Linked DNA regions of Mus musculus: region 1 is linked to region 2. The links are chromatin contacts, called in public HiChIP or PLAC-seq maps. All regions are on one chromosome and are shown on one strand. The core of a region is the stretch at or near the end of the contact, and the rest is flanking DNA. Distances in the headings are between cores, read along the strand shown. Region 1 holds the start of Zfp933 (zinc finger protein 933). Region 2 has its middle 6.1 kb from the start of Gm46898.

Evidence for each region. HiChIP or PLAC-seq counts read pairs in DNA pulled down with a chosen protein or histone mark.
Region 1: a contact with region 2 is called in an H3K27ac HiChIP or PLAC-seq map of embryonic stem cells, with 11 read pairs. The contact joins the promoter of Zfp933 here to the enhancer-like site in region 2. A contact is called at or near these places in 1 of 39 promoter capture datasets (neural stem cells), 3 of 484 Hi-C or Micro-C datasets (the G1E-ER4 cell line, differentiating embryonic stem cells and embryonic retina), 4 of 115 datasets of contacts at active chromatin or transcription factors (astrocytes and embryonic stem cells) and 1 of 9 other capture datasets (embryonic stem cells).

What each region holds. Positions count from the first base shown.
Region 1 is chr4:147,846,445-147,850,015 of GRCm38.p6, reverse strand. It overlaps Zfp933 (zinc finger protein 933), which reads left to right and starts at 1,598. Exons shown (of 4, transcript NM_198619.3): 1 at 1,598-1,738. The coding sequence starts at 1,736.
Region 2 is chr4:147,416,137-147,419,471 of GRCm38.p6, reverse strand. No RefSeq gene overlaps it. Among named protein-coding and RNA genes, the nearest start is that of Gm46898, 6.1 kb to the right of the region's middle. Within about 2 kb of position 1,816, at least 18 of the 459 cell types and tissues checked have an H3K27ac peak or open chromatin away from gene starts, as enhancers often do. A contact at or near this core is called in differentiating embryonic stem cells and embryonic stem cells, where this site is marked.

The sequences.
Region 1 (3,571 bases), core at 349-2,848, 430 kb before region 2:
TCTTCTGGGTCTTGACATGAGGTTTAACATTAAAGTAGAAAGTGAGCTCTGTCAAGTGAGTTCTGTCAAATGTGGTCCTGTTTATCACTGGCCCATCATATTCTCTCTCTCTCTCTCTCTCTCTCTCTTCCTCTCCCTCTCCCTCTCTCTCTCTCTCCAGGGTTTCTTTCCCTTTGTATCCCTAGAATTTGTTCCAGGTTGTTCTAGAATTAGTTCTGGGGACCAGACTGGCCTCAACCTGAGTGAGTGATCTGCTACCACTGTTTCATAGTGCTGGAGTTAAAGGCATGTACCATCATATGCTGCTAAACTAGCCTATCACTTCCAACCCAGTCTCTCCTGCAAGGAGGACTGACCAGTCAGAACTCTCCGATTCTAATTTCTGCCCCGAGGAATGGCAGCCTTTTTCCTTCTCCAAGCTTGTGATTCCTGGGACAATTGCAGTTTCAGCCATCCTAGGAAGCCATCCTCAGCCCTCAGGTGCTGGCCACAGGGAAATCCCTGGTCACCCACAGCCCTTCTTCCTCTCTATGGACAGAACTCTGAGTCCTAAAAAGGTAAGAAGATGCATCCTCCATGTGTTCACAGAGAGGCAAAGGCAAAAAGCCTGGGGAATGTTCAACAAGGATGAACTCAGTGGCTTATCTTTTATGGGACGATCTTGAGTTTAGAACAGGCTAGAGCACAGGAAGGAAGAGCTGAGGAGGGTCTCCACATCTCCCCCATTGCAGACATTTCCTAGTTATAATGTCCAGCGTACAACCTTCCATGCGACTACCATGATTTCACAGGAAGCCAGTAAAGTCATTCACACTTTGGCCAAGCCTTGACTCTTCCACAGGCTGGCACTACAAGGTTCCTTTCTGCAGTCCTGGCTGTTCTAGAATTCTCTCTATAGATCAAGTTGGCCTCAAGGTCAAGCGATCCCTCTACCTATGCTAAACCATGTCTGCCTTCATTTCTCGTTCTTGATGCTGGACAGAGACCCCATCACTCCTCCATCATGTATTGTCGCTGAGGCCATTTCAGGTTTAACTAGAATTTGATTTCCTTGATCAAGAATTCTAGGAAAATTACTCAACTCCACTTCTAGGAACCCAAGGTCAGGATATCCTTGCTAACTTATCTCAACCTGTTTGTGCTGGAACCCCCTCTGGCTAACTGCTTATCTTAGCTTCTACTAGAGACTGCTTGTTTCTGTGAGGATTCTACTTTGGTTGCCAGATGTAAAAATCTGGAGCTAGGGCACTCAGTGCCCTCGGCAGCTCAGCTCACTCTCCAGTGTACGTATTGAAGAGAGACTGTGGGGTAGAGTTATCGTCCTATGAACCTCTGTACGCTAATCCTGATTTTTGCTGGAAATAGACCAACTCAACAATTTTGAACCAAATTTAAAGCAGGCATTTATTAAATATTAAATACTGACCAAGAGACAGACCTGGGTCAGTAAAATTCCCCCGGAATTTGCCAGCGCGAACGGCCTCAGTCACGTGTTACAGCGGTTTCTTTTTAGATATTCAACTAGACCACCGTACTTTCCCATGAGCCTTTGTTATTTCCAAAGAACTACAATTCCCAGCATTCCAGGAACTTACGTAGTTCCGGGGCAGAGGAGGCTTCCAGGTTAATTTTGAGAATTACAGATGCAAGCTCTCCACCTTGATTTCAGGAGGAAGAAGGGGAAGTTAGTAGTGGGTGGTCTGAGGGACGCTCAGGCAAGGTCCTAAGTCTCGACATGGTGAGTACAGGGTCACTGCCCATATCGGGGAGGAGCAGGCGGATGAACCTGGGGAGCTGGTGTGGTGGGTTCTCCTCGGGACTGGGTGGTAAGCGGAGGCCAGATGTGGCCACCTGTGGGGTCTGTTTTAGTTCTAGTCATTCCCTGGACCCGGTAGTGGGCTCTGAATAACGTCACTATCCGGACTGCTTCTGCGCCAAGCATTTGGAGTAAGGACTTGTGTGCAGGATCATCCTTGGCAAGATGCCAAACTCGAAGAGACCTGGTTTCTCACAGTATCTTCTACAACTTTTTTCCTTTAGCATTTAACGTTTAGTTGTAAGGTCCATTTGGAGTTCATTTTGTGGCGGTTGTAAAAGGTGTCTCACGTGTTGGGTAACACTACAATGTTAATCTGTGATGTAGAAGAATAGGATTTATGATGTAAAGGAATTGCAGTGCTTAGGAGAGGGTAAGTCACACCACATAGAATTTAGATAAGTGAGGATGCCATCTAAAACACCCTACAGATGGGTACTATGCTAACCATGTCTGTTAGATAGGATGCTAGGATACACATTTTTGTTCACTAGGATTGTCCAGAAATATGGCTGAAGAGCAGAACAAAGGAGACAAACCAGATTTACAACCAGCTGCTAGGCCATTCCCATTGATAAGTTATTTGTTCTCTGCTGCTCAAATGAGCCAGTTCAAGCCAGCTTGGATTATATTAAATGTCAGTTTATTGGGAAGCCGCTCTTGTTCACTGGCCCCAAGGACCGAGGTCAAGGAAGTTACCATGGTGAGAGAGGGAGGCAGAGAAAGAGAAAGCAGGCAGGGGACAGAGAGAATAGGAGAAAAAGAGAAAGTGAGAAGAGAGCAAGAGAGAGAGAGAGAGAGAGAGAGAGAGAGAGAGAGAGAGAGAGAGAGAGAGAGAGAGAGAGAGATTGCAACATGAGCAAGACTACACTGTTGTCAATTTCTTGCAAAGGAACAACTCTGTAGTGTTGAGGGCTGTTTTTTTTTTTTTTTTTCAAGTAAGGCTTTCCATGTGATGGGGGGGGGTGGGGAGAGAGAGAGAGAGAGAGAGAGAGAGAGAGAGAGAGAGAGAAAGATTTTGAATTAGTCAGTGTGGAGAGGAGTTTTGAGTCAGAACAGCTGAGTTGACCAGCCAGCAAGAGTTCAGGAAAATCTAGGAAAGGCGAGCTTATTCAGCAGTAAATCTCTGAAGCTGGGATTGTCCAGAGACTAGAAACCTTCAGGACTAGGCTAGGTAAATAGGCTGAGTCAGTAAGCCTCAGAGAAGACAGTTACCTCAGGTGAATAAAATCATTTATACAGAGCTCCTTCTCTAAAGCAAGGATATATGCTTGGGAAAGCTGGTAATGGTCTGCAGCCAGGACCTGTGGGGAGAGGTTGTGTCAGATCCTGAGAACCCAACTCTTGCCACCACGTGGGGCTGTGGTTGTTAGTCCCAAGTCCACTGTTGGCTTGTTCAGTAATGTTCCTGATGTATCCTGTGTTCCCTATGACCAGCATGAATTTGATAGACTCCTCCTGAGTTTGTCCCATTGTATGATAGTTTCTGCTGACTTCATAGAAGTCTCCCATTTCTTTCCGTGTTTCCCCTGTAAGTAGTATACAAGATGCTATTCTTCTTAAGAAGCTTACTCCAGGAGATACAGCTTGTGCAAGACCTTTATTGTAGGATATCTGATCATACCGTGAAACCTGAGTGTAACAAGATTAAGTAAACCATGGGTCAAGAAGTGCCAGAAGCAACCAGCTGACAGGAAGGGAACCTAGGATTATTAAGTAAAAGTCACAGAGAGTAAGAGGGAATTGGGAGCAAAG
Region 2 (3,335 bases), core at 567-3,066:
AGCTATGTGTGATGAGGTGTTAAAAGGAGAACTGTTCAGGCCTCAGTGAGATGCAGCAATGCTGTACACTGGAGAAAGAGCTCAGCTAGGATCCATGTCTGCCACAAAAGCCACCCTAAGAGTGTGTCCACTCTCGCTTGCAGGGGAGTTGAGAAAAAGCAGGGAGAAGACGAGGAAGTGAAAGACCCACAACGTGAGGACTCCCCCACGTTCTGACTCAGGAGAGGCGACATCCCAAAATCACCAACGAGAAACGGTCTTGCTGCAAATTGCAAGAGGATTTTTATTCAAGAGCGCTCTCGGGCCCACGGTCATACACCACGCAAGGGTAGAGGACCGTGGCGCCCTGAGTAGCTGAGTAAGGGGGTATTTAAAGGAAGGAACCACAACTCAAGGAGGTGGGAAGGACGTTGTTGGAAAATACCAAAAATACCAGTTAAGAGTCACAAGGAAGTACAAAGTCACAAGTGTCAGGTTATCTCTCAAGACAGTTTCTAAGAGCCACTAACAATCTAAGAGCCCCTAGCAATAGCACCTTTGCATAGTGGGTTCCAGCAATGGTCAGGGTGACTTTCTTTGAATGAACACTCTTTGAACCCAGGAAGTGGGTGGGTGGATGAAGGAATGTCGCTATCTGTTTTATGATTAGCATATCTTGGAGCCCTGAGTTTACTACTCTTTCAGAAGACAGAAGATTTATCAATCCCCAAAGTTGATAAATTTTGCCTCAAGAGACAAGCAAAATCAAGACTTTCCAAAAATCTAGCTTCCAGGAAATTAATGAATATCCTCAATTAATTTCAGGACGACAGTAGTGAATATCTGTTAGCTGGTTATCCTGAATCAAGAAAGAAATGTGGGTTCCAACTCAAGACAACCTAACCCCTCTTATCAGCTTTGAAGTTTTTTTCTGGAGTTGCTGGCAAGGAGACTGGAAAAGAGGAAATCCAGACAGAGAGATCTTTTTATATCTTGTGCTCTGGGCAGCAGCATCTCCAGCCTTAACAGCAACTGTATTTCAGAACCGAGAGAGTAAACCTATTTGAGCAGTGCTTCCCAGTCCCCGCACCCATCCCCGCGTAAATTTCCTGTCTCTTAGTCCTATGGAAGGGGGTTCTCCTTTCGCAGGCGCTTCCTTTAAAAAAAAAAAAAAAAGTCAGCAGGAAGAAGATACATTTGAAAAGGAAGTGAACAAAAACCAAAGCAAAACCAGAGTTAGGTTTCAGTGCAAGGCCCACCGGGGATTTAAAGAGGAAAGGCGGGCTGTATGTGTAATGTGCGATGCCACACTGTCCTTTCCTAAACTGTGATGACAGAATTCTGAAATGTCTGAAGTTACTTACATACCTCAGACTGTGGTGGGAGGAAAGAGATAACGGTTTCTTTTCAGAGAATAAACAGAATGTTTTATAGCGGCGGTACAGAAAGCCAAAGGTCATTCACTACAACACGAAGCTGCTTAATCTGGCCTCGCATTGCTATCACAGTTAGGGCCAGAGCCTTGGCACTGACGGTCAGCTATTCGTTCTTAGAAAGTCTATATTTAAAAACCTAACGTAAAAAAGCAAAGGAGAATCAATCATACCGTGGAAAGGAGGGCAAAGAAATCCACAGACGGATGGAGGGGACACCACACACACACACACACACACACACACACACACACACACACACACACACACACACACACACACATACACACACCCCGCTACTCCCCCCCCCGTCCCGCCCCCGCCCCCCCCCCCCAACCCCAGCCATCCTCAAGCTTCAGGTTCCTAATGGTCTGGCCAATCACTGCTGTCTGAGATCCAAGCTTTCTGGTGGGTCATCTGAGAAGTTGTAAATCTTGCTCAAGGGGATAATTCTTTGTCAAGCTGAAATGTCTTCCTGGCTTCCTCTCAGCTTTTTCTTTCTCCCAGCATGAGAGATTCTTGGGTAAATTGTAATTTCTTTGGGGCTATTGTTTCAATAGTCTGACAGCCAAAAGGGCAGGCACAAGTGTCTTTAAAGTATCCTCTTCCTGCCAGGCATTCCTGGTTACAGCATCAAAACTATACATAATCCAAAGCAAAGGAAAAAATGTTCAATGCAGTTAAAAAGCCTTAACCAAGTCTCTGTGGTCAGCTTTAATACTATGTCGTCTTTATGACCAAATCCTACCGCCTCTGTACACTTCTCCCCACCAAGTCCACAAACTGATAGGTTTTGGATTTGAGGTTGGTGATTCCAGGGGACACAGATCGATGACTGGGGACTGAGGAGTTTATTATGAGAGTTATTCATGCCGTGAACACACAGACAGGAGCAGCAGAATGCCAGGGGCTCTCAGAAGAGTTTGGGTCTCAAACACTAGTGACCTCATGGGGAAGTTTCTACAGAGAATAAGAGCCCTACACGCAGAAGAGGTAGTCTCTTCCCATACATTTTTAGGAAGTGGGGTTCACAACAAGAGTTTACAGTCAGGCTCTCAGATTCCCAGGCAGGAAGCAGAGGAAGGGGTGGAGGACAAACTGTGACAAGTCTTTGGTGTAGTTGCACTTCCCAGGTGAACCTGTTAGCAAGAGACACACAAAGTACCAGAAGCCTGACTGTCAGTATCTGTGAGAGGAGTCTGCAGAGGCTGGGATCTAACAGTATATCCTTACACAAACCACTAAGTTCCAAGTGAGCTGAAGGGAACGCACTGGCTGGGCATCAAAGAGCGTCCCTTCTGCATGGAGACAATGCTAGCTTTATAAGTATAAGCTGATTGTGTTTACAGGCAGAAGCTTCCTCCTTACAGCCACAGCTGTCAATGACTCTCTAATTCTCCAATCCTGTAGCAGACTTCCCAGGTGCCCAGCTCTCAGGAGAATGGCAAGTGTCATTCACACTTCCCCAAGGTTACCAGACTCCTAGGACATCAGAGGGCTACGGGTATAATGGATCCACCTCAACTAGATGTTCTTTTCCCCTTCAGCATTCTCAGAGTCATGCAATCCTTCTCCAGAATGCAGGGCCACCTCCCTTGTGACCTGGGAATCAAGGACAGCTTGGCTCACACTGAGGATGACTCATTAAGCATATGACATGAGACCTTTCCCTCCCACTGAGACCTATAAGGGACTCCAGTTCTGCTTCATGATCCTGAACTCTCATAGAACCCACCCATGTTGTGTGTGTGTGTCTTCCTATGACACTGGGGCAAGGAGCTTGCTCAGAACTCCTGCCATGCTGCTGTTTTGTCTTCCTACCCATGTAATTAATAATTCTTCAAATAAGTCTGTTATCCATCCCAAGGACAGTCTCCCTCAGTGACCCCCTTACATTCCAAACCCCAAACCTTTCAGACAAGT